Linked DNA regions of Sus scrofa: regions 1, 3, 4, 5 and 6 are each linked to region 2. Evidence: chromatin contacts called from public targeted proximity ligation data. All regions are on one chromosome and are shown on one strand. The core of a region is the stretch at or near the end of the contact, and the rest is flanking DNA. Distances in the headings are between cores, read along the strand shown.

What was found.
Region 1: a contact with region 2 is called in a targeted proximity ligation map of alveolar macrophages. A contact is called at or near these places in 1 of 47 Hi-C or Micro-C datasets (embryonic fibroblasts) and 1 of 2 datasets of targeted methods (alveolar macrophages).
Region 3: a targeted proximity ligation map of alveolar macrophages shows a contact between it and region 2. A contact is called at or near these places in 2 of 47 Hi-C or Micro-C datasets (embryonic fibroblasts and liver) and 1 of 2 datasets of targeted methods (alveolar macrophages).
Region 4: a contact with region 2 is called in a targeted proximity ligation map of alveolar macrophages. A contact is called at or near these places in 1 of 47 Hi-C or Micro-C datasets (embryonic fibroblasts) and 1 of 2 datasets of targeted methods (alveolar macrophages).
Region 5: a contact with region 2 is called in a targeted proximity ligation map of alveolar macrophages. A contact is called at or near these places in 1 of 47 Hi-C or Micro-C datasets (embryonic fibroblasts) and 1 of 2 datasets of targeted methods (alveolar macrophages).
Region 6: a targeted proximity ligation map of alveolar macrophages shows a contact between it and region 2. A contact is called at or near these places in 1 of 47 Hi-C or Micro-C datasets (embryonic fibroblasts) and 1 of 2 datasets of targeted methods (alveolar macrophages).

The regions. Positions count from the first base shown.
Region 1 is chr4:39,728,584-39,733,468 of Sscrofa11.1, reverse strand. All of the region lies in intron 3 of CPQ (carboxypeptidase Q), which reads left to right. Among named protein-coding and RNA genes, the nearest start is that of CPQ, 120 kb to the left of the region's middle.
Region 2 is chr4:40,290,493-40,294,993 of Sscrofa11.1, reverse strand. No RefSeq gene overlaps it. Among named protein-coding and RNA genes, the nearest start is that of PTDSS1, 83 kb to the left of the region's middle.
Region 3 is chr4:39,778,350-39,783,512 of Sscrofa11.1, reverse strand. The region is part of intron 2 of CPQ (carboxypeptidase Q); the gene reads left to right. Among named protein-coding and RNA genes, the nearest start is that of CPQ, 75 kb to the left of the region's middle.
Region 4 is chr4:39,521,766-39,526,424 of Sscrofa11.1, reverse strand. All of the region lies in intron 7 of CPQ (carboxypeptidase Q), which reads left to right. Among named protein-coding and RNA genes, the nearest start is that of TSPYL5, 160 kb to the right of the region's middle.
Region 5 is chr4:39,432,200-39,437,152 of Sscrofa11.1, reverse strand. No RefSeq gene overlaps it. Among named protein-coding and RNA genes, the nearest start is that of TSPYL5, 72 kb to the right of the region's middle.
Region 6 is chr4:39,540,311-39,545,144 of Sscrofa11.1, reverse strand. The region is part of intron 7 of CPQ (carboxypeptidase Q); the gene reads left to right. Among named protein-coding and RNA genes, the nearest start is that of TSPYL5, 180 kb to the right of the region's middle.

The sequences.
Region 1 (4,885 bases), core at 1,084-3,583, 560 kb after region 2:
GCCAGCAGGTGTTTGGGGGTGGCAGCAGCTGGAAGGCTGAGGTCGTGCTGGTTCATACAGCATCCCGGGAGCCCCTGCATCTTCTTGCTGAGAGTGCTCAGGGCTACTCTTCAGCCCAGCGTGACTTTTTTCCAGTCAGCTTTATTTATAATTTACACAAATTAAACTTACCAAATTTGAGTGTACAATTCAATGAGTATTGAAAAATGTATCCAGTACTGTAATCACCACCACAGTCATAATGGAGAATATTTTCATGACCCCAGATGTTCCCTTGTGTCCCTTTGCTGTCTGCCTCCTCCTCTATTCTTCTGCCCCCTGGGGACCACAGATCTGCTTTCTGGAATGATAGCTTTCTCTTCTCTAGAATGTCATGTAAGTGAAATCATATTCCAGGAGTCTTTCAGGCTGGCTTCTTTCACTCAGCAAAATGCCTTGGAGGTTCATCCACGTTGTCGTATCCATTGTCCATTCCTTTAAACTGCTGAGTAGCATTTCATTGTGTGGTTAGACCACAGTGTGTTCATCCATTCACCAGTGATGGATAGTGAGTGGTTTCTAGTTTTTGACTGTTATCTATAAAGCTTCTGTGAACATGCTTGTATAAGCCTTTCTATGGCCATGTTTTCATTTCTCCTTGGGAAAGTGCCTAGGAGGGAATTGTGGGGCTGGCCTAAGATGTAAACACCCTAGTCGCTGTCAAAATGCCTCGATCTCTGTATTCTCTGGGGCAGCACTTCTCCAGGTGGGTGATGGACAATTCCAGAGAGGGCCCAGAAATCAGGGTTGAACTTTTACGTCTACCGTAGCATTGCATAGCATTCTAAGTTAGTCATAAATACCTCCTTACCAAGATGTATGAGATAGAAGGTTAACACAAGGTCTCCCACAAAGAAGTCACAGCATTGCTTCCCCAGAAGGAATGCGGGTGAGCCCAGGGACGTGAAGTTCCTGTGGCTGTGTCTGCCTTACAGCCTGCATGGAACCACATGGGCGTCTAGACTGGGATGGGAAGCAGAAGGCATGCGTCACCCCTCCAGGTGCATGACCCCGCGTAAGCACTGACCATCCCGATAAAGCCCCTCCTGGATACCCTCCCTCAGCGCACTGCTATGTGCCATTGTTATGGTGTCACCCCACCAGAGCTTGCAGGTGCCCTGAGCAGACCCTCTTTCACTTTTTCTTTTTTTCTTTTATTTTTATTTATTTATTTATTTATTTTTGTCTTTTTGCCATTTCTTGAGCTGTTCCCATGGCATATGGAAGTTCCCAGGCTAGGGGTCTAATTGGAGCTGTAGCCACCAGCCTATGCCAGAGCCACAGCAATGCAGGATCCGAGCCGAGTCTGAGACCTACACCATAGCTCATGGCAACGCCGCATCCTTAACCCCCTGAGCAAGGCCAGGGATCGAATCAGCAACCTTATGGTTCCTAGTCGGATTCGTTAATCACTGTGCCACGACAGGAACTCCCCCTCTTTTACTTTCTTCCTTTTCCTTTTTTCCCTAATGCCTATCCCAGCACTTGGCATGTAGTGGCTTGTCCATACATATTTTATTTAGTGAAGAAACAAAAGGAGAAAATGACTGCAAGACTTTCTTAATCTCCGTTCACTTTAAATCCAGGAGTTTTGCTGCTCACTGAGAACATGAGTTGTCCGTGGACACACTGAATGTCACCCCTGAATGCCACTCTATGTGACTAAACTTGAGTCCATCAGCTCCCTCATACCTGATGCTTCACCTCAGTTTCTTGTCTCTGTTAAAGGAACCACATTTACCTATCAGTATAGTTATAAAACATCAAGTTATTTTTCATTGGCTCCTCTTTATCACTGTCCTACATTCAGGAACTATATCCTTTTCAGTCTACTTTCAGCATATTAAAAAAATTGGGGAGTTCCCTTCGTGGCGCAGTGAAAATGAATCTGACTAGGAACCATGAGGTTGTGGGTTTGATCCCTGGCCTCGTTCAGTGGGTTAAGGATCTGGTGTAGGTCACAGATGCGGCTCGGATCCCACATTGCTGTGGGTGTGATGTAGGCTGGCAGCTAAGCTCTGATTCTACCCCTAGCATGGGAACCTCCATATTGCTGCAGGTGTGGCCCTAAAAAAAGAGTGAAAAAAAAATTGGGGAGTCCCCACTCTGGTGCAGTGGGATCATTGGCGTCTCTGCAGTGCCATCCAGGATGAGGGTTCAATCCCCAGTGTGGCACAGTGGGTTAAAGGATTCAGCATTGCTGCAGCTGCAGCATCTGTCGCAACTGTGTCTTGAATCTGATCCCTGGTCCAGGAACTCCATATTCTGTGGGATGGCCAAAAAAGGAAAAAAAGGAACAAAAATCTGTTCCTGCCTTGTCTTTACTGTCATTAATGCCCTGATTCAGGCCCTTGCTATTTCCCTCCCTACTTTCTTTTCTTCTGTTTTCTTTCCACTTCTGCATTTTTGTACTGCAGCTCAGTTATCATTTAAAACACTGATCTCGAATTGATGTTTCCATGCTGTCGGGTCCCCTCTTTTGTTCCCTATAAGATAAAGGTAAATTTGGGGTGACTGATCCGAGGTGAGCAAGAGGGAGTGGGGTTGGGAGGGTTAAGTTAGAAGCCGTTGTGCTTAAATTATATGGAACTATTCATAAATGAGCAGACATTAAAATGAAGGAAGCAGGAAGGGAAATGCATGATGGAGATTCAGTGTCAATTGAGACTCATTCTTCTTTGACTAGTGCGGGGAGTTCAGCTCCTCTAACTCTGACAAAATTTCCTAAAACCATTCAGCTTTACTTTTAACTATCAGTGATGCTAACAGTGACATCAACGTTGGTCTTGATAGTTTCGGTTGACTAACTTATCACTGACACATCCTTTTCCTTATTATGCCAAAGACCCAGTGCTAAATAATGTGGAACAAAGTAGGTGCAGTGGAAATTATCTCTAAGAAGGAAGCGGGTGCATTGAAATTCCCATTATTCTGCCTGCAGCTGAGCATCCTAGGTGACTCAAAAGTGGGTAACACTCAGGCAGTGGCTGAGAGTCTTTGGTGCTGACACCCAGCCCAACCCCTTACTTCTCCTACATGCCCAGCACCTGATGAAAGGAAAGTAATTAACCCGTAAAGAATCCTTCTGATTTGGCCCAAGATCCATGGACAACATGTGGTGAATTTCGGCTCTGGAAAAGTGTATATGTGATTGATGCACCATTAACACATTCAAAACCCTATCACATAATCCAGGGATAAGCCTTGACTGAATTAACCACAGGCTTTTTAAAAAATGCCCAAAATACAAATACTTTATTGGCTTTCAATGTGTGAAAAGGCGGAATAGTGGTATTAGAGACATACATCCTACCTTCTTCCTAAAGACTTCACAAGATGCCTCCTCCAAGCCTGGAATTCCCTCGTGACTCAGCCCTCTTCTGTGATTTGGGCACGTGCAGGACTCAGGAGACCCAAGGAGGGGGTTATGTGCATTTCCCTGGGGGTAAGCAAGCCTCTGGGAGCTCTGACATTTGGCCTTGGAACTCCTTTCTCTCGGACAGCTTTATCCCCAGGAAATCATGGTACCTGTGAGGCCCGTCCATGGCTGAGAATGAGTCTGAGAGGGTGGGGGATGAGAGCCCTGTGACTTCCAGGCTCATCCTTCTTGGCACTAAAATAGCCTTGTTATTCTACTCCCATTTATTAAGGAGCTAATTTGCATTGGAAAATTCATAGGAAACTTGTTGCCATCCATGAATAGGTTTTTGGGTTTTTTTTTTTTTTTTAAATTAAATCAACAGAGGGTGTCCTACCTCTTAGAATAGTCTTAGGCAGAGACAGAGGGATAAGGATCTCAGCAATTTAGTGCTGATTTCCTGACCTTCAATGAGGAAGCTGAATCTATGAGCAATTTGTTCAGGGAGGCACAACAAATGCGTGATAGGGCACATATGGAATGTGACTCCAGATTTCCTGACTCCCATTTCTTTCTACATCAGAGATACCCCACCACCGTGCTTCGGCACACCTTAGCCGAATGCAGAGCATCTAAACCTGTCGGGTTTGGTTGATTCAGGATACAAGTCAGTCGTATCATCCTTGCCAAGTCATTACTTGTGCCTTTCTCGTGTGTTTTTTCTCCTGATGTCTCTTTCCCAGGCACAAAGACCTCTCAAATGTCCTATCCCTTGTTATCTCGCAGATACCTAGAGCACCCATGGGGGTTATTACCTGGCAACGCACCTGTGGGTGGTCCGTTCCTCCTTCTCACCCGCTCTCCGCCGAGTGTGATTTGGGTCTCATTCCATTTTCGCTCCTTCACTTTGGAAGAGGATCTGATGAAGGCATCGCGTGTGTGGTGCGAGTGACCTCATGATGCCCTCTTCCGCTGTGCCCCTGCCCACTCGCCGTCATCCTCCCCAAGCAGGTGTTTCTCTTTTAGCAAAGGACCACAGACAAAGCCAGAAGAGGTCTACTACCAATTGCATCATTAAAAAAGAACTTTTTATTTTGAAATAATTTTTGACTCAAAAGAAGTTGTAAAAATAGTGAGGAAAGCTTGGGTGTATCACTTGCCTGGCTTCACCAGTGATGACATCGTACAGAGCTTGGACCCATTAACCCAATGAGGAAACTGGTGAGAAGCTAGTCCTATGAGCGAGCTGCCTTCTTGGCCATCAGGGGCTGCCTTGTGGGCAACCTCCAGGGAGCAGCCAGTGCAGGCAGGGCCCTGGCCTGACATTACCCCACACAGGCCTTTCCCAGGCTCCGTTTGTGATGCTGCCAGGGCCTCCCCTCAAATGAACAAGCACATACAGAAGGAGAGTTGTGCTCAAGTTGATCTAAGGAGTGGGGAATCTTGCTGAGAATTTCTCTCAGCAAGTGCAGCGTCTCTCACACTGGC
Region 2 (4,501 bases), core at 979-3,478:
GGCATAAGAAGACAAAAAAAAAAAAAAAAAGATGTGAGGAGAGCCAAGACTTCTGTTAATCAGCATTTCATTACAAGTGCATCTCTTGCCTTTGTGTGTGTGGTGGGGGCAAGGGTTAAATTTGAGATTTGGGTCTTTGTACGTTTCAGCATTCGTCATGGCTAAGACTAACCAGCTGTGGAGTCTCCTTGCCAACCCCAGAATAGATTTTTACAACATTTCACTTTATCATATTTTATTCAAAACCTGATCCTAGAACTATCATAGGTAAAGGAGTCAAAGTTTTTTTAATTGAATGTGGTAATATCTTTGACGCAATAAATACCCATGGCTTTTTCATTTCACTATCATCTATGAATTAAAGGACTTATTTACTAATATCTACCAAAGAGGGAGGAAATAGTTGGATGTGTGTGTGGTTTTGTTTATTTGGCTTTTGAGGTTTTTTTGGTGGTGGTGGTGGTTTTTTAGTGTGTGGGAAGGCTGAAATCTTCCTTGTCTCCTGTGTTGCCTAAAAACTGTCTTTAATCCATTTCAGAAATTCACCTGCAATTTTGTCTCTCTGGACATTCCCTTTCTTGCAGGTTGGTTGGGCAGGTTTTATAGCTGCCTGTCCTATGAGAAGGTATTGTTTGTCACTGTCTAGCACGGTCAAGGATTTACAGCGGGTCCAAGTGGCTGGCTCCCAGGCCTCTCACACGGCTAAGCTCAGCTTATCCATCGTGATACCCTGGTTGAAAACTGGTCTCTGTGTACAGCAGCTGGCTGGAGGGGTGGGTGACGGGCAAGCTTCCTGTCTGCAGTACTGGTAAAAGAGACTCCTAAGCCCCAGCATTGCCTTCTTGGAGCAAAGAGAAGGGTATTGGCAGATCCATCCGCGTCTCATAAACCCAGCGCCAACACGAACATCTTTCAGAAAATACAATTGGGGAGTTCCCGTCGTGGCACAGTGGATGAATTTGATTAGGAACCATGAGGTTGCAGGTTTGATCCCTGGCCTCACTCAGTGGGTGAAGGTCCAGCATCGCCCTGAGCTGTGGTATAGGTCACAGACGCAGCTTGAATCCTGTGTTGCTGTGGCTGTGGTGTAGGCTGGCAGCTAGTAGCTCTGATTAGACCCCTAGCCTGGGAACCTCCATATACCGCAGGTGCAGCCCTAAAAAGAAGAAGAAGAAGAAGAAGAAGGGGGGAAAAAAGAAAATAGAATTGGTCTGAGAGTTTTGCTATCACGACTGATGCAACCGGACCCCCAAGCTCCTTGGCCATTCTGGGCTCGTGCTTGGACCTCTTTGCCCTGGGAGTTAGTTTTGTTTGTTTGTTATTGGAATACTCTGAAAACATCATTGCCAAGGGTCTGCAAATTGTGGGTGCTAATGGCAGAAGGTATTCCCCATATGCCTGACCTCCTGACCCCCACAAATCTCCTCAGCTCCTCAGACACCAGTCTTCCTGTGTAGGGTGTGTCTGTCCCTTTTCTGGACGCTGAGTAAAGGGGACTCATGTGGACTTTACAACCATGGGAAATAAGATTTGTTTGCCTTTAAAAGTAAAAGAAGGTAAATCAGAGACCCAAAACCTAAAATATTGCATTCACATGTCTGAAGTATACACACAATAGCCTTAATTACAGCATCAAATTGCAGGCATGGTTTATGTAACCATCCATGCTGGAAAATCTGGACTGTAAACCTTACTGTTCCCACTCGCCTGACTCATCCGTCAGTCCATCTGCACACATCATGGGCTGATTAGGTATTTTACGGGTGCAACCTGGGAAAGGCACGCCAAGATCCCCACGTTTCAAAATGTTTAAAATCCTCTGCCTTCTCTCAGAGGGAATGAAAGCCAGGCCAGGAGTAGGCGGATGAGTTCACCAGGGCCCCTGCCGACAGATCTTCCAGACAAAGGCATTCGGGCGACTGGGGTGCTTCAAAAGACCTCTTGGAGAGGTGGTGTGTCTTGAGACACCCTCCCTCCCCTGAATCTTCCTGGATACCACTCAGCTGGGTTTGCTAGGGAGCCAGGTGCCAGAACAGCACTTCCAATTCTAGATAAGGGGCGTCGCTTAAGACCCCCTCCCCCGCTCCCCTTTGCATCCAGCCCCAAATGTATGTGTATTCTTCAATCCTGTGAGTTTGCCTGTTTTCCACGTTTCCCTGGCTCTGAGGCTCGAGTACTTCGCCCAAGAGCACATGGCCACTAGGGGGCGTCAGATCAACCCTGATGCTCTTCCTCCCACCCCAGGCTCCTTGATTTAATTCTTGCGCACACGTCTTCTGCCGGGTTCCTGGACCCGAGCCTCCACCTATTTCCACCCCCCCGCCTGGCTCTCAGGCAGCCTCTGCTGATGGAGGGTAAGGAGCCCCGGGGGGCTCCCCTCCCCCTGGTGCGCACTTAGCGGTGGTGCCCGCAGCGACTGCAGATGTTGATCTTCCCTGCGTTTTCTGCTGCTTCCGTGCTTGGTGGCGGGACTAACGGGTGTCTCGAGCTTCCTTGAAGCAGAGCCCCCCCTCTGTCTGTTTGGGTTCTTTTCCTGACGTTTCCTTGCCTTCTGCAAACTGTCGGAAGGCGATGCCCCCTGCCTGTAGCAGCTCCCTCAGCCCTCAGGAATCTGATTTACGATCTGGCGAGGCCGTAAACCTCTGCTCTTCACTTCTGAAAAGGACTGCAAAGTATGGGAAAGAATGTAAATTATAAATACTGAATTCCTACGGTCAGCAATCATGTAATGGCCTGCGTTGTTGTGTTTTGCGTTCTTTTTTTTAAATATGGTATCCATATGGCTTTAATTTCTAAGGGTCTGGGTTCCCCCACTGCCACCACCATATTTTTAGGGAGAACAGATAACAGTGAAATGTCCCACTGAGATCAGGTATTTTTCTTTCTTTCTTTTTTTTTTTTTTTTTTTTTTTTTGCTTTTTCTAGGGCCGCTTCCCGCGGCATATGGAGGTTCCCAGGCTAGGGGTCCAATTGGAGCTGTAGTTACCTCCTGACGCCAGAGCCACAGCAACACCAGACCCGAGCCACGTCTGTGACCTACACCACAGCTCACGGCAACGCCGAATCCTTAACCCACTGAGAGGCCAGGGACCGAACCCTCAACCTCATGGTTCCAAGTCGGATTCGTTAACCACTGCACCACGACGGGAACTCCTAGGTATTTTTCTAAAATGAGAAATAACATTTTCTGATGACTCACTGGCCAAAGACTGAAATGCCACACTCTTCACAAAGAGGGATGGGACTGGAGGTGACCGTTCTCTGCCTGCTGATCTGGTGGCCCAGCTCTAGACCAGCCCCTGGTGTGGTCAGCCTTACCCCCCTCCTCCCCCGCCCCAAACCCCGTTTTGACTTTCTCAGAGGTGGTTTTCCGGTAAGATTTTTTGAAATTCTCTTCCTGTCCCTCTTACGAGTCAAAGTCTGCTCACTCGGTGGGAACAGACTTCTCAGCGCGGCTGCAAGCGGTGAAGACAGCCGCAAAGTCATCCTCAAGACACAATGACCGCTGGGTTTGAATGTTCATTCCAGCTGCGGGTCGGCTCCCGGCTTAGATTTCACATGCGGGGCGGAAGGAGCTCCACGCTCTGCCGAGGCAGGAAGGGGCCGCTGGTCACCGCGTGAATTCCTGCCGCCCTTCCCGGACCACAGAATCCAGTTCCTGAGATCACAGTGCTGGTGTTCAGCATTTTTGCCCTCAAACCCAACCTCGTCCTGCTTCCAAATGATGGGTGAAAGCTGCAAAAACACCCGGCGTCTTGAAGTTCTCAAGCCACTGTTTTAACAGCCCCAGTCTGGCCGAGCATCTATTAAAGTGGATGGGATTGTGTTTCTCTTCGTGTGGTCAGGAAGTACGCCGACGGCAGAGCGTGGTGCGTGGGAATGTGATGCCGGAGATCACAGGCGTGTCCACCCACAGAAATATATAAGCTCACAAGCACCTCTTCACTCCCACCCTCACCTTCAGGTCTTCCTGCTGTTTTCTTTGGACCACATTTGATTCACAAAATGCCAGGCTCAGCTCCGACGTGGGACTAGCCAGACCACACAAGAGGGCGTGGAGGCCCTCAAAAATGTCTGAGGGGATGGGTACAACTGGGCCACAGGATATCCTCAGCCGCAGGTCCATTCCTGAAAATTATGCCTCTGCAGATGGTTCTGCCTCTGTACCGCTAAGTCATTGCAGCAGAGATAAGCCCAACAGCGATGGCCCTCAAAGATGTACGTGACACTTAAATATGTGATGCCCAGTACTTAATATAATCGATGGTTCGCTTTCTGTGTCAACTTGCCTGGGCTAAGGAGTGCCCAGACAGCTAGGAGAATATCATTTCTGGGTATGCCAGTGAGGGTGTCACCAGAAGAGACTGGCGTTTGAGTTGGTAGGTTGCCTTCAAGGATGTGGGTGACTCTCATCTGATCTGTTGAGGGGCTGAGGAGCACAAAAGTACAGAGGAAGGCTGAATTTTTTTTTTTTTTTTTTGCTTTTTAGGGCTGTACCTGT
Region 3 (5,163 bases), core at 1,898-4,397, 510 kb after region 2:
TGTCAGATAGACAGTATGAGCTCATTTAAGCTGAACTGTCTGGGGGAAACTAAATTTGTTTGGAGAACAGCAATTTGGATGACAAGTGCCAGGACACAGCAGATGGCACGACTGGAGAAATGCTTATCAGTCTCCCAGCTCACGTTCCAGGTGGCCTCTCTATCTCTCCCGCCCCTCTTTTTCCTTGTTCACGCTTGACCCAAATGGAAACCTTGAAATACAAATGAAGTTCTTCTGGTAAGTCTCCAAGAAAAAGAGTTTCTAGTGACTCAGCCTAACAGGTTTATGTCCCCCCTTTATTTACACTTATTATTGCTAATGCTTCCCAGACCCCCAGACCTGTTTGGGCACATATTTGAAGAAGCCTCAGTTCTGAGCCCTGCCAGTTGTTTAATATGTCTATTAGCTAAGCTGCAAAAACTTTCACACTTTGGACAATCCCCAACCCTGGTTATGTTTGAGACTTCTCGTCAGGGGATGAACAGCAGTCTTCTTAAATATCTTCCCCCTTTGCCTCCCAATCAGACTGATTCTTTTTGGCTATCACTTGCCAGAGAGGGAACTATGGACATAAATGACATAGGAAGGTATTTAGTGGAAGGTGAGTTTTTTTTTTTTTTTTTTTTTTTTTTGGTTCATGTAAAACATTCTAAAATTCAAGGCCAGGGCACTGGGGCAGGCTCTAATCTATGAATCATTAAATTCTTAACATACCCTGAGAACAGGAAGAGAGAGATTAACCTTTATAGGCATGGGAGGAATGTCTCCTCTGAACACTGGTAATTCATGTGACATTTGCTGTTTGCTTATGTTTGTGGTGAAATTCTTTCCCTCAACCTTGAACTGTGTTGTTGCTGGTCACAACAGACCTTCTACGAGAGCAACCCAAGTTGATGTTTTAAGTACACAAACAAAGCAGATGTTTTTCATCCTGGGCATCAATTTTTTTGGTCCATATTTGGTTCACATGAGAACCTTTATGTTTTTCCAGTCTGTAAGCTTTAGCTCTGAATTTACATGTTTTGGTGGTTTGGTGTTGCTAATTCAGTGTGAAATTTACTCATGGAAAAGGCATACTGTGAGTGAAGAAATAAAGTACCAAACAGTATGGAAAACCCACACTTTTCTTTATTATTTAATTTTGTACTAAATTTTGTACATGTGCTTGGTGTTAGGAATCTCATGGTTGGAGCAAAGCCAATTGGTGGCCATGTCATATTTACCTGGAGGTTGAAGTTTCATTAATAATTTAAGGTGAAAATCAGAGAAAAAAGCCTCTAACCAACCCACTTAGCTGTCACAGCTCCCTTGTGGCAAAATATCATTGCACTTCTGCTCTTCTCTCCAAAAGCTTTTGGAACTCGAACACATTATTACTATTAAAGGCTTTATTTCTGAAGAGCAGTTTTAGGTTTACAACAAAATTGAAAAGGAGATACAGAGATTTCTCACATACTCACTGCCCCAAACATGTACAGTGTCCCCCTTAAGCATTATCACTCCCCAGAGTGGCAAAAATTTTCACCAAGAATGAACTTACCTTGATGCATTATTGTCACTCAAAGTCCAGAGTTTATCCTAGGTGCCTCTCTTGGTATTATACATTCTATGGGACTGGACAAATATATAGTGACAGACAACCATCATTACAGTATCACATGGAATATCTTCACTGCCTTAAAAATCCTCTGTGCTCTGCCTACTCATCCATCTGTGTCCCTACCCCTGGCAAACACTGATCTCCACAGTTTTGCCTTTTTTAGAATGTCACTTAGTTGAAAGCATATAGTATGTAGCCTGTTTAGATTTGTTTCTTTCACTTAGTAATATGCATTTAAGATTCCCCTATGTCTTTTCGTGGCTTGATAGCTTCTCTCTTTTTATTGCTAAATAATATTTCATTGCCTGGATGTCCCATAGCTTATTTATCTGTTCACCTGTTGAAAGACATGTTAATTGCTTCCATATTTTGGCAGTTATGAGTAAAGCTTCTGTAAACATCTGTGTTCAGGGCTTTGTGTGGACATAAGTTTTCAACTCTTCTGGGTAAATATTGTTGGTTTGTGTGGTAAGAGTTATTTAGTTTTGTTAAAAAACTGCCAAAGTACCTTCTGAAATGGTTGCATCATTTTGCAGTCCCACCAGCAGTGAATGAAAGTTCTTATTGCTCCACATCCTCACCAGCATTGGGTGGTGTTGGTGTTTGAGATTTTGGCCATCTAATAGGTTTATGCTAACTCATTGTTGTTTTAATTTACATTTCCCTGATAACATATGATAAAGAGCATCTTTTCATATATTTATATGCCATTTGTATGTCTGAGGTGTCTATTAAAGCCTTTGGCCCATTTTTAAATTGAGTTGTTTGGTTTTTTTAAAATTGTTTAGTGTTAGGAATTCTTTGTATATTTTGGATAATAATCCTTCATCAGAAGTATCTTTTTCTCCCAGTCAGTGTCTTATCTTCTAATTCTGTTGATGCTGTCTTTCACAGAGCAGAATTTTTAATTTTAATGGAAGTCAAGTTTGTCAGTTATTTCTTTAATGGATCATGTCTTTGGTATTGCACTAAAAAGCATCACTATAACCAAAGTCATGTAGGTTTTCTCCTATGTTGTCTTCCAAGAATTTTATAGTTTTGCTTTTATATTTATGTCTATGATCTATTTTTGTGAAGGGTATAAAGCCTGTGTCTAGATTCATTTTTTTTTGCATGTGGATATTTAGTTCTAGCTCATTTGTTGAAGAGACTGTCTTTACTCCATTGTATTACTTTTGCTCCTTTGTCAAAGATCAGTTGGACTATATTTATTTAAGGCTGTTTCTGGGATCTCTACTTTGTTCCATCAGTCTATTTATCTGTTTCTTCACTAATACCACACTGCTTGATTACTGTAGCTTTGTACCAAGTCTTGAAGTCGGGTAGTGTCCGTCCTTCAACTTTTTTCTCCATTAATATTGTGTTGGCTATTCTTAACACGTTATTTTTGGCAAGTTTAGATATCTGGATTTTAAGGACATACCATATTAACAGATGTAGGCATGATAGAGGGCATTTTGACATTAGAGGAAGAGATAGGAAAACAGTGTAGCTACAAAACTGGATTGCAATACCCACAGAGATGGGAGTTTGTAAGGATAACATTGAGTCATCCAGAAAAGTCACATTGTCTTCTTTCTTAAGAAACAGGGTGGCATTTGAATATATGTAAGATATACATTACATAGACTTTTTTGAGCCAATGTTTTATACTTGATCTTGGTGATTAAGTTGTATTCTGATAATATAATTGCTATAATGCCTTAACTCAATTAAAAAAAAAAAACCTCATTAACAAAAAACAGAAAAGAAACAGGGTGCGGAAACTGAAGGCCCAGTTAAAGTGTTAGAACAAGAAGGGAAGAGGATCAGGGATCTCCAGAGAAACAGAGCTAGTAGAATCTATCTGTCTATCATCCATCTATCATCATATGTCTAACCTTATTTAGTATAAGGAATCGGCTCATGCAATTATGGAGGCTTTAAATCCCAAGGTCTGCAAGCTGGAGACCTGGGAGAGCTGATTGTGTAGTTCTAGTCCACATCTGAAGGGCTGAGAACCAGGAGAGCCAGTGAGGTAGTTCCAACCCAAAGGCTGGCAGGTTTGAGATCTGGGAAGAGCCATTGTTTCAGATTGAGTCTAAAGGCAGGAGAAAACTGATGTCTCATCTAGAAGACAGTCAAGTAGGAGAATTCATTCCCACTTGGGGAGAGTCAGTTTTTGTGGGGTTTTTTTTTGTTTTTTCTTTCATTTAGGCCTTCAACCGATTGGTTGAGACCCCACTCATACTAATCTTATCCAGAAACATCTTCAGTAATGTTTGACCAAATATCTAGTATTTCATGGCCCAGTCAAGTTGACATATAAAGTTCACCACCCCAGCCATCTTTTCCATCAGTCACATTAAGATATCTTTCTATCTTTGGACAACAGGTGGCTGCTGAAAAGGGCCGGGAGAGGAGACTGACGGCATCATGTCATGGGCCCAAGCTTCCAGGGTGAAAGCAATAAATCCAGCCCTGATAGGAGAATGCTTGGTTCTGGGAAATAGGTAGACTAGCTTCTAACTGATGTAAATAATCCATTCATTCATTTCTTTTCTCATTCGAGCTCCAATTAATATATTGCTTCCTTGTTGGGGGGTGGCAGTGCTGTCCCTAGACACTGTCTAAAGTAGTCCTTTTCAGTCACTCTCATTTATTCATTCACAAACTTTTTTTGAGGGAGGAAAGGCATTGGGGATTTGACAATGACTGTGAGTAACAGACAAGGTCCCTGTCCTTGTGCATCTTACACACTAATGGTAGTCAGATAGAAACAACTGCACAGATAAGAATGTAATTTCTTTTTTTAAAAAAATATTTTATTTTTATTTTATTTTTTTGTCTTTTCTAGGGTCCTAATCTGTGGTATATGGAGATTCCCAGGCTAGGGGTCTAACCAGAGCTGTAGCCGCTGGCCTACACCAGAGCCACAGCAAGGCCAGATCTGAGCCGTGTCTGCGACCTACACCACAGCTCACGGCAGTGCTGGATCCTTAACCCACTGAGCCAGGCAAGGGATGGAACCTGCAACCTCGTATTTCCTAGTCGGATTCGTTAACCACTGAGCCATGACGGGAACTCCAGAGAAGGTACTTTCTGATGGTCTAAAATGCAATAATAAATAAAATAAGGCAATGCAGTAGAGTGCAGACTTGGGCACAGTGGTGGTTACAGTAGCTATAGGAGCCAAGGAAAACCTTTCTAGAAGATCATATTCAATTTGGATTTGAATGATGAGAAGAAACTGTCCATTCAGAGACCTGGGTGAAGAGACTCTTGGGCAGAGGTAACAGCTAGTGTGATAGTGCAACAGGGAGAGTGATTTGGTCTGTTCTCGGCACTGAACCAAGCTGATGTGCCTGGAACAGAGGGATCAAGGGGGACAGAGGTCAGAACTGGCTGGCAGAGAGGGCAGCAGGGCTACATCTTCATAAAGATCACATAAGCCTTGGTTGTCAGAGCTTGCATTTTACAGTAATGGAAATGGGTTTTCAATAGAAGAGTGATACAATCTGATGTATGCTTTAGGAAATCACATAGATTGTGAGGAGCAGGATTGGAAGTAAGAAGACCAGGCA
Region 4 (4,659 bases), core at 830-3,329, 770 kb after region 2:
TTCTCTTATTGTCTCTCCACACAGAGAGGGAGCAGGTCCCCTCCTTTCTCCATGTGTCCCACCCGTGTCTATCAGAACTTGCTTTATAACGATCTCTGCTTCTCAATATCTCTTCCGCAGTGACAAGCCCTTTGGCTTACAAGCGTGCCGCAGACTAGTTCCAAAACAAAAAATATGAAGCTTTTCAATGCTTTTACATTACTGTTCTATTTCCCTTCTCTTTCTTGATGAATCTAATGGGCTAGCGCCAGTGCTTTCTGCTCCTACCATCCTGCCCGCTGCTATGACCTCAGCCCACCCTTCTGGCCTTACTGCCCATGGCTGACAAAGCCCTTCCCAAGACCCACAGTACACTTTCCCAACTCCTTTCTTCCCCTGATTTACCTCCCCGGCTTGCCTTTCCCCAGCTTCTCCTTGAGAGTCGCTCTCTGAAGCCTGCTTGAGGCAGCATTTCCGTGAAGCCATGCTGTCCTTTACCCAGTTCCTATTTCATTTGATTTTTTTTAATTGAGATGTAATTGACATATAGTTTGATAAGCTTTGATAATCGTGGGCACCCGTGTAAGTACCACCCAACTCAAGATATAACATTCCCATCACCCTAGACAGTTTCCTCATTCCTCTTTCCAGACACCCCCCAACCTCCCCCTCATCTCCAGAGACAACCACCATTCTGACTTCTATCATCTGAGGTTAGTTTTTCCTGTGCCTGAATTTCATATAAATGGAATAAGTGCAGGGAGTTGTGTCATATTTATTTAGCAACGCATCCTGTTTTTGAGGCTCATCCGTGTTGCATTTATCATTAGTTCATTCTTTCTTATTGCTGAGCATTTTGTGTCCACAATTTGTTTATCCATTTTCCTGTTAATGACACGTTTTGCTTTTTTTTTCAGCTTTGTTTGTATTTATGCATAAAGCTCTGCACATTCTTATGAAGATATTTTTGGTAGATATACGTTTTTTCCCTCCTTGGGAGTGGAACTGGCTGGGTTGTAGGAGAGAGGTATGTTTAACTTTGTAAGAAACTGCCAAACTGCTTTCCTAAGTGGTTTGACCCCGTCCCGTTCTTCAAGGTTCCCGCCAGCAATGGATGAGCGTTCCAGTTGCTCCACATCCATTTCTTACTCCCGGGTCCTTGTTCACCTTTTGCTTTGACACGTGGCTCTGAGTTATTAGAGCATCTCGCTCCTCTCCCCTTGAGCTTCTTCAGGTCTGCAGCTGTGCCTCATGTCTTTGCCCACCCCAGTCCACTTCCTAGAGCTGGCTCTCTCGAATGCTGTACAAAACAGAATAAGATGGAACCACATGCAGGAGGCAGAGACTCTGGGCCTTCTGTATAGACAGCAGCCGAGCGGCCCAACAAAATCAATCTGGTCTGACTCTCCCGGCAGTGTGTTACCGAACTGCAGCTTGAGCACAGGGCTCCTGTGGCCATTTGTTACCGTCTTCGGGAAAGGCTTTTTATCAGATTCATAGCAGCAAGTGATACAAATTATTGGACTTCTTTTCCAACATAAAAAATAGCTAGTTGCAGCCTTTTGAAGCTGGGTAAGTGAGCCATTGATCTTACCTGTAGAACACTGCAGGGTCTTTTTGTCCTGTCTTAACTTCCAATATTCTACAATGGGAGCTGGCCTCTCCAGGCAAGCTGCTCTGATCGCTATTCCCTGAGCATACTGTGTTCATATCCTCTTCCATGCCTTTTTCCCAAAGTATTGGGAGAAATTCTCATGAGGAAAGCTCTCTCTTTTTCCCCCCTAGAAGCTAAGGCTTCAAGGCCCTGGCACAAGTGCCAGGGTCTCCATGAAGCTTTCTTTCCCCGCTGCTTCATCCTTCCGTAACTATTCTCTCCTGTGAATTATTATAGCCTCCCCAGGGGAGGGTGATAGCCCCCATCTCAGTTCCCCTACGTGACAAGGACACCCCAGATGTCTGCAGCCATGATTCAGAGGGCCAGCGGCTCAGCAGAACCTCTTTTTTTTTTGACATCGCTTGCTCAAAATGAGCCACTCCACTTCTCACCAGCACTGTCTGCCAGCTGCCATCATCTTGAAACGATAAATTGCTTCAGCTCCTGTTTCATCACTCGCCAGTCAGCGGAGAGCCTGAGTTATATTCAAGAGTGCAGGTTAACGCCGTCAGTCCTCTGGGTGTGGGAAGGCACTGAGTAACATGCTGCTGCCTGGTACCTGAGCTCAGGCTGCTCACTTTCCAAGGGAGACAGTGAAACAGTTGGCTTATTCTTGGCAAATATCCTGAACGAGACAAGAGGGGGGGGCCTCACAACCCTCCCTGTTCTCTTTTCTCTGTTCTCTCTTGCTCGCTCTCAAAGCAGACTGGCATCTTGTCTGGTCCATCATAGACTCTGGGCAGTTATCCCAGATAGTCCCAGAAAGACTACCCCAAAACAAGTCTTCTCTTTCCACTCCCGTTGTCTTTATTCGACTACAGAAAAATCCTGCATTTTTAGTGCTGGACAGTGTGAGCTAGAGTCCCCAGGAAGCTCACCCTCCTAGACCTCCTTATTTTGCCGTTTTGCTCATCTCTTCACCTGACTGTGCCGCTTCACTTTCTTCTTGCCTCCCAGCCCCTGCAAAGTACGCTTCCTCATTCAGAAGTATTTAACATCATTTTCATTTTTTTGATTTTTTTTCACTAAACACTCGGGTAGAAATAAAATCCAACAAAAGTCAAGATAGAAACAGTGCCTACTTGGAGTTCCCATCGTGGCTCAGTGGTTAATGAATCCGACTAGGAACCATGAGGTTTCGAGTTTGATCCCTGGCCTTGCTCGGTGGGTTAAGTATCCGGCGTTGCTGTGAGCTGTGGTGTAGGTTGCAGACGCAGCTCGGATCTCGTGTTGCTGTGGCTCTGGTGTAGGCCGGCGGCTACAGCTCCGATTCGACCCCTAGTCTGGGAACTTCCACATCCTTCCATATGCCATGGGAGCAGCCCAAGAAATGGCAAAAAAGACAAAAAAAAAAAAAAAAAAGAAACAGTGCCTACTTCTGGAGCTTATATTTACTAGGAGGCATAGATACACAAAGAGACAACTATAAAAAAAGTGTCCTGACTGCCTTCTTATTAAAAGTGCAGGGCACTGTAGGGACACAGGAAAGGAGCACTGAGTCTGGCCTCAGAGGATCTGGGAAAGCTTCCAAGAAGAGGTGACATTTAAGTCAGCAAAGTTACCCAGAAGTCCGCTGAAAGATCTGACTGTGGGAATGGGGGCTTCACATACCAAGAGCCATATGTAGGGACACACAGGGTTACGGCCATTATACAGCAGCTCCGCAGCCACTGTGTATCAGCTCCAACAGCTCTACCACCCTGCAAGCAAGCAAGCAAGCACTCAGGGAGTTGGAGAACTCAGGTTTATTACGCCGGCAGGCCCAGAGGAGATCTCTCTCTCTCTGGGGTCTGAGCCCTGAGGAAGGGCTTCACAAGACTTTTATGGGCTAGCTCTTCTGGGTCTATGCTTGGTGGAACAGACCGGAGTGGGTATAGGCAGGATCAGGATGGTTGAGTCGGTACAAGCAGGATTGCTGATGCAGAAGCAAATGTACAGAAGCAGAGGCGAGGGTGGGGTGGTTAGGGTCTGTTGGCTGGACCTTGCTTAGTCATCGTGACCCGGGTGTTGCCCCCTACTCTTCATCTTGGGACATTTTCTCCTTCGGTAGACCCTGTGAGCATGACACAGTGAGGAACCGGAAGTTTAGTGTGTTTGGAAAGCAGAATGCAGGAGAGATGGTGGAAGATGAAGCCAGCAAGATCATCGCAGGCATGATCATAACAGGCCTTCCTGTAAATGCTGATAAGTAGTAGGGACGTCTCACGGCACAGGGGAGCCATTCAGAGGCTCAAGCAGAGGAGGGAGAGCACCCCTGGCCTGTTTGCAAAGGTCACGCTGGCAGAAGCTTTGGTAGCATGGATGGGAGGGACAAAGCCAGGACAGGCAGGAGGGCCAGATGGGGTAAGGATGGCTGGAAAGAGGAAGGGCAGGGGGATTGGAGGAGATGGGTGGGCTGACGACATCACAGCCTGGCACCGTGACATGAGGGTTGGGGTACAGGAAAGGGTAAAGGATGAGGCCAGGGTTCAGCTGGATTATAATGGAGCATTCACAGAAGAAGGGGACCCAGGAGCTTCAGGCTAGGGATGTCCCTGAGGGAGCTGGATGTGTCTGGGAAAGGACTGGGCTGGTGGGACTGTAAGTCTTCAAGCCCTTGATGGTCATGCTGCCACAAGAAGAGGTTCGATGGTCCAGGAGAAGGGAGGGCTGAGGACACACGAGGCAGAGGAAGGGGAATGGGTAGAGAAGACTGAAAAGGGGCAGCCAGGTTACAGAGCAAACCAGGAGAGGGCATCGGTCCTTCGAGAAGGACAGATGGTCAACCAGGGCTACCATCCCAGAAAGACACTCTTATACCCATTGGATTTAACAACCAACAAGGTGTGGCTGCTAAGGGCAATTTCAGAGGAATAGTGGGGGTAAAGGAGATGGAAGAGTGAGTGGGAAATGAGGACATAAAGATGACAAAAAAGGAAACTCTCAAGAGATTTGGCCATAATGGGGGGAGATGGAAAGAGCAGTAGCTAGAGAGGGGAGGGGGATAAAGAATGAATTGGGTTTTTTTTTTTTTTTTTTTTTTTAAG
Region 5 (4,953 bases), core at 1,148-3,647, 860 kb after region 2:
GGGAACCTCGATATGCCACGGGTGTGGCCCTAAAAAGAAAAAAAAAATGTTTTAAAAAGAATTACAGACAATATAAGGGATTTTTTGGAAACAGGTACCCTCAACCAATGCTAGTAGGAAAGAAAGCGGTTCAACCCTGCAGAGCTTTGTCTTGAAAAGAGCACTTGGGGCACAGGACAAGGATGGATTGGAAGGGGCAAAACTCAAGACAAGGAGACCCCTGGGGACCAGGGCTACAGGCGGGGGTGGGGGTGTGTGGCCTGAATAGAGTAATGACAGTAGGATGGAGAAAGTCGATAAAATTGAAAGAATTCACCAGTTTGGAGAATTGACTGGATTGAGTAACTAGGTAGACCATGCCATTCACTAAACCAGGAGTCTTCAACTTTACCTCACCACTGCATCATCATTCATCATTGCCAAGCTTTATAGATCACTGAGTATGGATGCGTAAGGCATGTTCTGAGCACTTTTTAAGTGATAATGTATTTAATCTTCACAACAGCTCTTTGAGGCGGGTGCTATTCTGGTCCCCATAGAAACCGAGGCACAGAAAACCTGTCCAACTTTTATACATTGAGTTTATTCTCTTCACGGTTATTTATGATATTTTTAGAAAATGAAATAACTTCAAGATACAGTAAGGACTGAGTATATAAATGGTAACACCGCCATATGGTGGAATGTATATTTTAGAAGAATATATGAGGCATGGAAAAAGACATACACCATACATGGGGAAAAATCAATTATAGAATTCTGGGGTGGGGAAAGGGATGTATCTAAGGTTCATCAGATAATTGATGGGAAAAGGCCACTTAATGTAAATTCACTTAAAACCTAATGAAGCGTTATAATGAATAGAAAAAGAAGGATCAGTTGGAGTTCTATCTTGAAAAATTAAACTAAAAATTATAGAATTTTATTTTATTGTATATTTAAGACTAGGTTATAATGAAACCGTTGAGCTAATTCTTGGAACACAGGCTAAAAGGAGGGTTGGAAAGGCTCTTCCTGATAAATTGAGTCAGGGACTCTTGTGCTGCCCCTTGAGTCCAAGGGAGATCCCAGGGTCACAGCTGAGGGAAACAGAGTGGAAGAGAAGAAGGAAGGTGACATAGCGTATGCATTGTCAAGGTCACTCCTGGTGGCAAAGAAGGGCATTGTCTCACCAGTGACCCTCCAAGGAGGGCAGAGTCGTCCACCTGGCCACTGACCACAAGTGTCCTTCTCACCAGCTCCCTGCTCTGATGGCTCATGCGTTTTCCCCGGGGTCACTGATGCTCCTGGCACTTCCGGGCTACTTGTGCCTGTTGGAAGAGCAGCAGCAGAACCAACACATCAGAGAAGCCCAGGAAGGACATAAAGGGTAGGAGCCATCAGTGGGGATGCCCACAGAGAAGCATCTTCCATCCTGAAGTCCTGCTTGTGGTCAAGTTGAGGCCAAGAACAAGCACTGAGTCTGGCCATCAGAGGTGATCAATCTCTGATGTCATGGTCACATAACACGAAAGCATCCTCATCTGAATTGCAATGCAGTCATGATGAAGACCATTGCAGAAGCCCTGTGTGGATATCTGAGGCCTTCGTCACTGTTCCCCAAAGGTCTTTCTTATTCCTTTCATGTTCTTCTCTTTTAAACCACTTTCCATAACCTCTTCTTGCTTAGCTTCTCTTCTCTGCCTGTTAACTGTCCTAACCCGCCAAACATCTGTCAATGGCTCTGCATGTGACGCCAGCAATTCTCCAACAGTGGTTTTATCTGCTTCACAAAACGATGCATCTCTTCCAAGGCAGGGGATTCCTCCTTGCGGTGAACTTGTCGTGCGTTTGCCGTTAGCTGAGAGCATAGCCACCGAGCAACAACATCCTCAGAAAACACAGCTTTCCTCACCTGTGTCTGAGGACTGAGAGGGCTTCCCCCCACCATGACTGCACCTAAGGCAGCTGAGCCCCAAAGATGAACAAGATCACAGAACTCTATTAGCGAGTGCCAGAAACATCGTTGACAAATGGGCTTTCGCAGGGGATAGAAGACAGAAAAGCCCTGCCGCTAAAATCCTGGATACAACCAACCACCTCATGCCACGCATTGACCCCAGTCGCAGCCCCGGGTTTTGAGCAGCCTGGATATGTAGTGTCCTCTGCTGGAAGAATATGCAAACGGATGGGACGTGGGGGAATTGCGAGGATGTCTCCAAAAGCCCTGAGTGGCGGCAAGAATACAAGGGCATAGGGTGTGACAAGCAGCCAAGTCAGACAGGAGCTATGTCACTTCATTTTTCAAGAGTGACGTTGTGAAATCCAAATGGCTTCAGAGGTCAAGTGTCCAGGATGTGGTGGATATTTGTTTCAGGACCTGAGCCCAAAGCGTCCATCTGAGTCAGGCAGTAACCGAGTACCACACGGGGGCGCTGCCAGCAGCTCCTCCGACAAAAGCCTGGAGCTGCTCTGAGCCGTAAAGGGCCAGGTGAAATCCGCAGGGATGGAGACCGAGCTTCCTCTAGAGGGCCCAGCCCTTTGTTGTAAAGGGTGATGATTACAGTTGGTTTGACCCGGGCAAAGTTGTTCTTGGGCAGAGGGAAGCCACTGCCAAGGGAACAGATGCCAGGGCCAGTACCAGTGGGTGGGCACTGCCCTTTGACATCAGTGGCAGGACGAGGAATGCTGCGATGGGGCAAAGGGCAGGTTCCACGGAATAGAGCAGGAGCAGCCAGTTCAGCTGGCCAGAGGGGCTTCCTGGAAGAAGAGGCACTTCAACCTTGAGAAGGGAGGAGTAAAAATCTCCCTCATTCTTAAACTTGAAATACTATGTAAGCCCTGAGATTAGCTGAGTTCTTTCTTGCCATAAAAATTACCTTTAAAAGGCGGGGGAAGGAGAGGAAAGTTGATTTTATCTGAGCCTATACAAAGTCTCATTTCTCAGAGTAAAAAGTCTCTTCTCTAAAACTTTATCTGGACCAATGAAGGCCTGTTTAGGGAAAGCATATTAAGCTAACATGACCTCTGTGGATGTTAGCTTATAGAGATGCTAGTTATAGAGATGTTTATAGAGATGACCATATAAATTTGGCGAAAAATTTAGAAGGCAAAGGGGAGTCCCTTCTGTGGCACAGTGAGTTAGGGCTCCAAAGGCAGCAGCTCAGGTCACTGTGGAGGCAAGTGTTCCATCCCTGGCCCTGGGCATTGGGCTAAGGAGCTGGCATTGCCAAGGCTGTGGCATAGGTCACAGCTGTGGCTCGGGTTCAACCCCTGACCCAGGAACTTCCATATTGCCACAAGTGCGGCTATAAAAATTTTTTTAATTTAAAAAAAGGTTAAAAGGGAGTTCCCTTCATGGCTCAGTGGTTAACGAGCTTGACCAGGATCCATGAAGGTGTGGGTTCCATCCCTGGCCTCGCTCAGTGGGTTGAGGATCCACTGTTGCTGTGAGCTGTGGTGTAGGCTGACAGCTGTAGCTCTGATTCAACGCCTAGTCTGGGAACCTCCACATGCTGTGGGTATGGCCCTTTGGAAAAAAAAAATGTTAAAAGAAGGCAAAGAATATAATACCAATTTGTGACGATTGCTGAGGTGGTGGCCTCCCAGTTGCATTAGATGTTGGGAACAAGCTAGCTAAAGAGCCCTCAGGATGCAGCATAAGTGATCTGCTTGAAATATCATCATAAAAACAATGGGGAGGTTCCTGACCATTTTCCTCAGATTCGGAAGAGCTGCACCCAACAGTTGAGAGGGGAGAAAAAGCCAGAGATGTGTTCTGGTGAGAGAAAGACACTGCTGCCCAAGGTATCCGTAGTAAAAGCCAATGTTTTAAAGAAATGAAAATAAAATATGTGCAATGTAATTTTAAACATATGTGTATCCCTAAACTGCTACATACTTGTGTCATTGACTATTTAACCCTTATCCTAGGGTTTGTATAGTCAGGTTGGCAAGACAAAAATGCTCCTGGGGAAGCCTTCTCATTGAGGAGACAGAAGCTCGCTGTCACTTCGAGGCTGCCTTCTAGGAAAAAGGGGCAAAACGACAAGTCACTTCAGAACTTGGTCAACCTGCAAGAATGTATGGAGAACCTCCCTGGATATTGTGGGGGTTCCTCAAAGAAACCAGAGCTCTTGCATCCTGGAGCTTGTGCTCTAACTCTGGAGACCAGATCCATGGCAGGGAAACTATCAGAGCAGAGGAGACGGTGGGGTGGGGGGCGGGCGAGCTTCTGTGCCCCTGGCATGGCCCCCTTGTCAAAGCATGTTCTCAAATTCGGGTCCTCTGTGCCTTGAACTTGGAGGCATCCTGTGTCCGTGGGCACCTGTCAACAGGAGCCAGAGTCAAGGCGGAAAGGACCACATTCACCCAGAAGTGCCCCATCTTGCCAATTCGGCCCCCAGGGAAATGGAGGGGTTGAGAGAGTGGTCCTTGACTAGTCAATGCCAGGCAGGCAAGACACAGGATCCCAGAGAAGCCTGCCTTGGATCCCACCCTGCCCCCCCGCCCCCCGCTACATTGCCAGGCCCCAGCCATCCTTCTGAGTCCATGAGGTCTCCGGAGCACCTCATGAGGTCTCATAAGAAACCAGGAGTGCCAGGGTCCCATCGGGGGCTCTGCAGGCAGTTTGACAGTGCCAAGTGCCCTTGGGCCTCAGCTCCTGCACATCTGTTGCTGTGGAAATGCCACAGACTAGAGCAAGAGCCCCCAAGCTTCATATCAGCTGGGCCCTTTGCCTGTACCCACAGGCCCGCAGCCCTCTGCCACTGGCCCTCTGACACCATGAGGCTCCATCCTGAGCACGCCAATCGGGCCTGGGCCCCGGCTGGCCTGGTCATCCAGGGAACACCTGGGCAGAGCAAGCAGAAAGGACTTTGTTTGCCAGCCACTACCCTGAAGGTGACATTCATCCCTTTTCCAAAGCGTGCACCGTTGGCAACTTCTATGCAAAAGTCCCGGGACCATTATGTG
Region 6 (4,834 bases), core at 1,840-4,339, 750 kb after region 2:
TAAGGATCTGGCGTTGCTGTGTGAGCTGTGGTGTAGGTCACAGACATGGCTCGGATCTGGCATTGCTGTGGCTGTAGTGTAGACCCGGCAGCTGTAGCTCCAATTGGACCCCTAGCCTGGGAACTTCCATATGCCCTGGGTGCGGCCCTGAAAAGGCAAAAGAAAAACAAAATGCTGCGTTAGGATAACAGACTGATTTGTACCATCATTTTCATCACACTTGATTAGTTTTAGCCATAGACAGTTTAAACAGCTTGATTAAAACTGCTACATACACAGGAAGAAAAGAAATAGATTGCCTAAAGCATATAGCTGTAAAATATGAAATCCAAGCTATACTTGAAATCACTTTTATAGGTGACCTTTTCATTTATTTATTTATTTTCCCAATACTTTATTTTTTAATGATTTTTATTTTTTCCATTATGGCTGGTTTACAGTGTTCTGTCAGTTTTCTACAGTATAGCAAAGAGACCCAGTCACCCATACATATGTACATTCAAAAATAATAATAATATGTAGCATTATACTCTCAAGATTCCTAGGCAGCCATTGCCAATAAGAAAATTGCATGGCTTCTGTCTACGTTGGCTGTCTATTTGCTTATTTCCCAAAGGTACAGGCCTAGAAGCAAATTTAATGAGCCTGAATATATCCTAAGGCCTTGCTTCAATCAAGACCAGTCCTAAGGCCACAGATTCTGCTAACATCAAAATAGCTGCTCGTTCCTGCTATTAGTACAGGGATCACCCCCTCTCCCTCACCCCCTGAGCATAAGAACAGCAGTTTCATTTTATAAGAGGATCTGAAACATCTACAGATCCCTTTATACTGGAGATCTAATCTTTTATTTTGCAGTCAATAAAAACTAAGAAGGCTCCTTCGGAAACTTCTGCCTGGTAACTGCTGAATTAAACATTTGCCACTTTTTCCTTTTCAACACTATTGCTAACATGTATTGAACTCAGAATAGGGGTTGGGGGTGTTGGTCCTTTCTTGAACTTTGAGTGGCTTTTTGCAAATACTTCCTTATGTGAGACCTCAAACAGTGTAAAGCTTATTAAAAGTGCAGATCCCTGCTATTAAAGTGCAGATTCCCGGGGGTTCCAGTTGTGGCTCAGCAGAAACGAATCTGACTAGCATCCCTGAGGACACATGTTCGATCCCTGGCCTCCTTCAGTGGATTGAGGATCTGGCATTGCTGTGGTGTAGGTCGCAGATGCAACTCGGATCTGGGGTAGCTGTGGCTGTTGTGTAGACCAGCAGCTACAGCTCCGATTGGCCCCCTAGCCTGGGAACCTCCCTATGTCAAGGGTGCAGCCCTAAAATAAACAAATTTTTAAAAAGTACAGATTCCTGAGTCCTATACCTGAAACCCGAACATAGTAAGTCTGGGGTAGGACCTTGAATCTTCATTTTCCTTAAGTTTCCCTGATTATCAAGATGTAAGGTGTCTGTGAATCATCCTTTGAGGAAGAGGAGGGGTTCCAAGTCCTTATTCATGTCTTCAAACAGCAACTACCTATTGTAACCACCTAAGAATCAGTTAATTTAGGCAGTGTTTTCCCAGTTTATTAATGTTATCAGGTTCAGAACCAAAGGGATAACAGGCTACTTGGCATGAACAGCAGTTTGGTGGCTGCTAAGAATTCTCTGCGGCGGGAAGACCCGGGTGGGTTCCAGGACCCTGTGGATGAAGTTTTGGCAACACTGAGCAGCTTATCACCCTGACTCCGTTTTCTCCAGTATGTGAGTGGAGATAATTATCCTTGCCTTCTATCCCCCAATGCTGATGTTCTGACAAATGTTGAGGCACAACTTGTGAAAATAAACTAATTTCTCTGAGGTAGTGTCGTTACCTAAGTAACAGATTTCCAGAAACCAAACACCCGTAGAAAATGAAGCATTGCCCTTGTGTTTTAGAATAACTTCCCTCAGTTTGGGATGATGGTTTGTAAACCTGTTTCCTCAGAGACACTGCCTCTAACTTCCACGTTTACTGTCATCCTGTCTCAATTCATTTCTCTAACGATATTGAGATGCCAGATTGCCTGTCTACACCACCCTTGAACTGGTGCCCTTGGAACTCTTACTTTCCCACGCTCAGAACCCAGGAGGTCAACCGTACTCGACTCGCCAACAATAGCAAACAGCCGCTGAGCCAGCCTAAAATGAGATATGGGATTAAAAGTCAGGTTAAACCACAAAGCCTCCCCACTCATGAGTCAGTGTGTGGGTGCCTCAATACAAGACTACATGCAAGAGAGAAAGACTGAGTGAGGGGAAGTTCTCAATGCTTCTTTGTTTGTTTGTTTTCCTTTTTTTTTTTTTTTTTTTTGTCTTTTTAGGCAAAACCTCGGCATATGGAGGTTTCCAGGTTATGGGTCGAATAGGAGCTATAGCTGCCAGCTGACACCACAGCCACAGCAATGCAGGATCCAAGCTGTGTCTGTGACCTACCCCACAGCTCACAGCAACACCAGATACTTAATCCACTGATCAAAGTCAGGAATTGAACCCGCAACCTCATGGATACTGGTCAGGTTCGTTAACCGCTGAGCCATGACGGGAACTCCTCAATGCTTCTTTGGAATCGGAATGTTTAAAGGAAGCATCCTTGCCCACCCTCACCAGGGAAACCTCCCTCTTGTTTTAGCCACATCACCCTTTCTGGTCACTTCACAGCTGCAAGAGTCACTTCTTGCAGCTTTGTCAACGGCCAGGGGAATGCCTGTGGTGGAGCAAGGCAGGTTTATCACTCTTATAACTCCTTGCAGTGAGGCAGGACGCATCCCATGAGGACCCAGGAGGCATCTCAATCAAAGGATGTCAAAAAGGACTTGGAAGATTTGGGTTTTGGTTAGGGCAGGGTTTGGATGGGTCCAGGGAAGCAAGGCTTTACTCTAGCTTGGTCGCTCTCTGGAAGGGGGATAATTTAATGACTGGGCATCTTAAATCTCCTGTCTATGGAGGGCAAACTCAATGGAGACTGATGTTGTAATGCGTGAAAGAAGCAGCCGTCACTCATATGACGCCAAAAAGGGGATGTTTAGTATTTTGTGGTTTGCACAGTGACTTTGTTTTAGTCTGGGCAAAACTATGAAATGGCCTGTTTTGGCTTGCTTCATCAGTCACAGAATGCCCTTATCTGATGCTGGTGTCCCATGAGATTCGTTACCCGTCCAGCTGGAGCACAAGATGGTCTGGCATCTTCGACCACCCTGCCGTCTACCTGTAGGTGTCACACAAGTTCCCAGATGTCAACGGCTGCTTTCTCCGTTTCCAGTTCAAATGTCTTTGTTGGGTAAAATCAGTTTTAGAGCAGTATGATTTTTGTTGTTGTGAACATTTCTCAGCGTAGGTGCTTTACACTCAGTGCTCTCCTGACACTTGGGAAATGGATGGAGAATTATTAAGCTTTGCCATTGTGTGTGATGTGATCAGTTTATCTGATCTCAAGTTATATGTCCCTAACATTTAAGAACCTACGCATTAGGGACATCTAGGGATTTAGGAACAGTAGGAAGAGTGAGGAAAGATCCCTCCCCAAGAAACTATAGGTTAGTAGGAAATTATAAGGAGGAGCAAGAGGATATAAAATTATGGCCAAAGTCTACTCAAGGGTGGAATAGATGGTTGACAGAGGGACATAAAATATCAGACCTATCTGAACTCCTTGCAGCCAGATAAGCTGCAAGAACCCTTAGAATCAATAACCAACAAGGCACATGATTCCTACCATTTTATAATTTCTTTGTTCATTTATACACACACATATGTATACCACCTGGCACTGACTCATGATACTGAAATCATGGGCTGCTAAAATTATGAGAAAAGGCAGCTCATGTTCCAGGAGGTTTTCTTAACTGAGGAGAAAGTAAGCAGGATGAAAACTCAGTAGAAAACTGTGCGACATTTAGTTCTAACCCCCATTACCTTTGAAATCTGTCTGAAATCTCTTGTCAACTGCGGTTATCCTCAGGACCTTAAGGTGTGACGCCTATGAAATGTTCATTTTCACATAGACATAGAATAGTGTGGGAGGGGTGCTCTTCTTTTCCAACAGGAACTTCTGCAGAAACACTCAGTAGAGAGGGACCTTCCTCAAGGGGTGCAGGGAGGGCCCCTGCGCTGCCACTGAGCGGCTTAGATAACCACGGAGACTGAACTCTCACTTGATACTTGGTACCCTGGCCACAGACAGTGGCCCCTCTTCTTTTCCAGATTCTTTGTAAGGACTAAGCCTACTGAGAGGTTAAACCACCCATCAGAATATGAAATCTCTAAGGGAACCCATTTGCCTGGTGATTTCTTTGCTTCTACTTTAAAGCCTGTTCAGATCCAATACTTGGAGGCTCCCCAACACCATAAGGTGTGAGGCTTCATGAACAGGTGGGGAAAGCACCTGGTAAGCTCCTCCTTCTACTCCTGGGGGTGTGTCAAAGCCTCCTTGCTCCTTTGTTCTTTTTCTTTTTCTCTTGTATCAGGCTGAGCATTCTGAAAGGAACAAAATTCTCCTCCGATAGCTCTTATATAACACTTTTGTGCTCGGCTCTCCAAGGATTGAGAATTGGACGCATAATTCTCCATTCATTTCCCAAGTGTCGGGAGAGAATTGAGTTTAACGGCTCCAATTCCCTTGCAGGTTACCCTGTCTATCTAGATGAATTAGTATTCAACACAGCTTTGGGGAAAAGCTCAGATGATTTGCAGGTTTGCAAATTGTTCAGACGCATAATGAAATCTCAGGCTGAGGAAATCTCGAAACAGCTCATGAGCACAAGCTTTCCCCCAGATGTCTGGACATCCTGGATCAGCTCCTTCCTTGTTC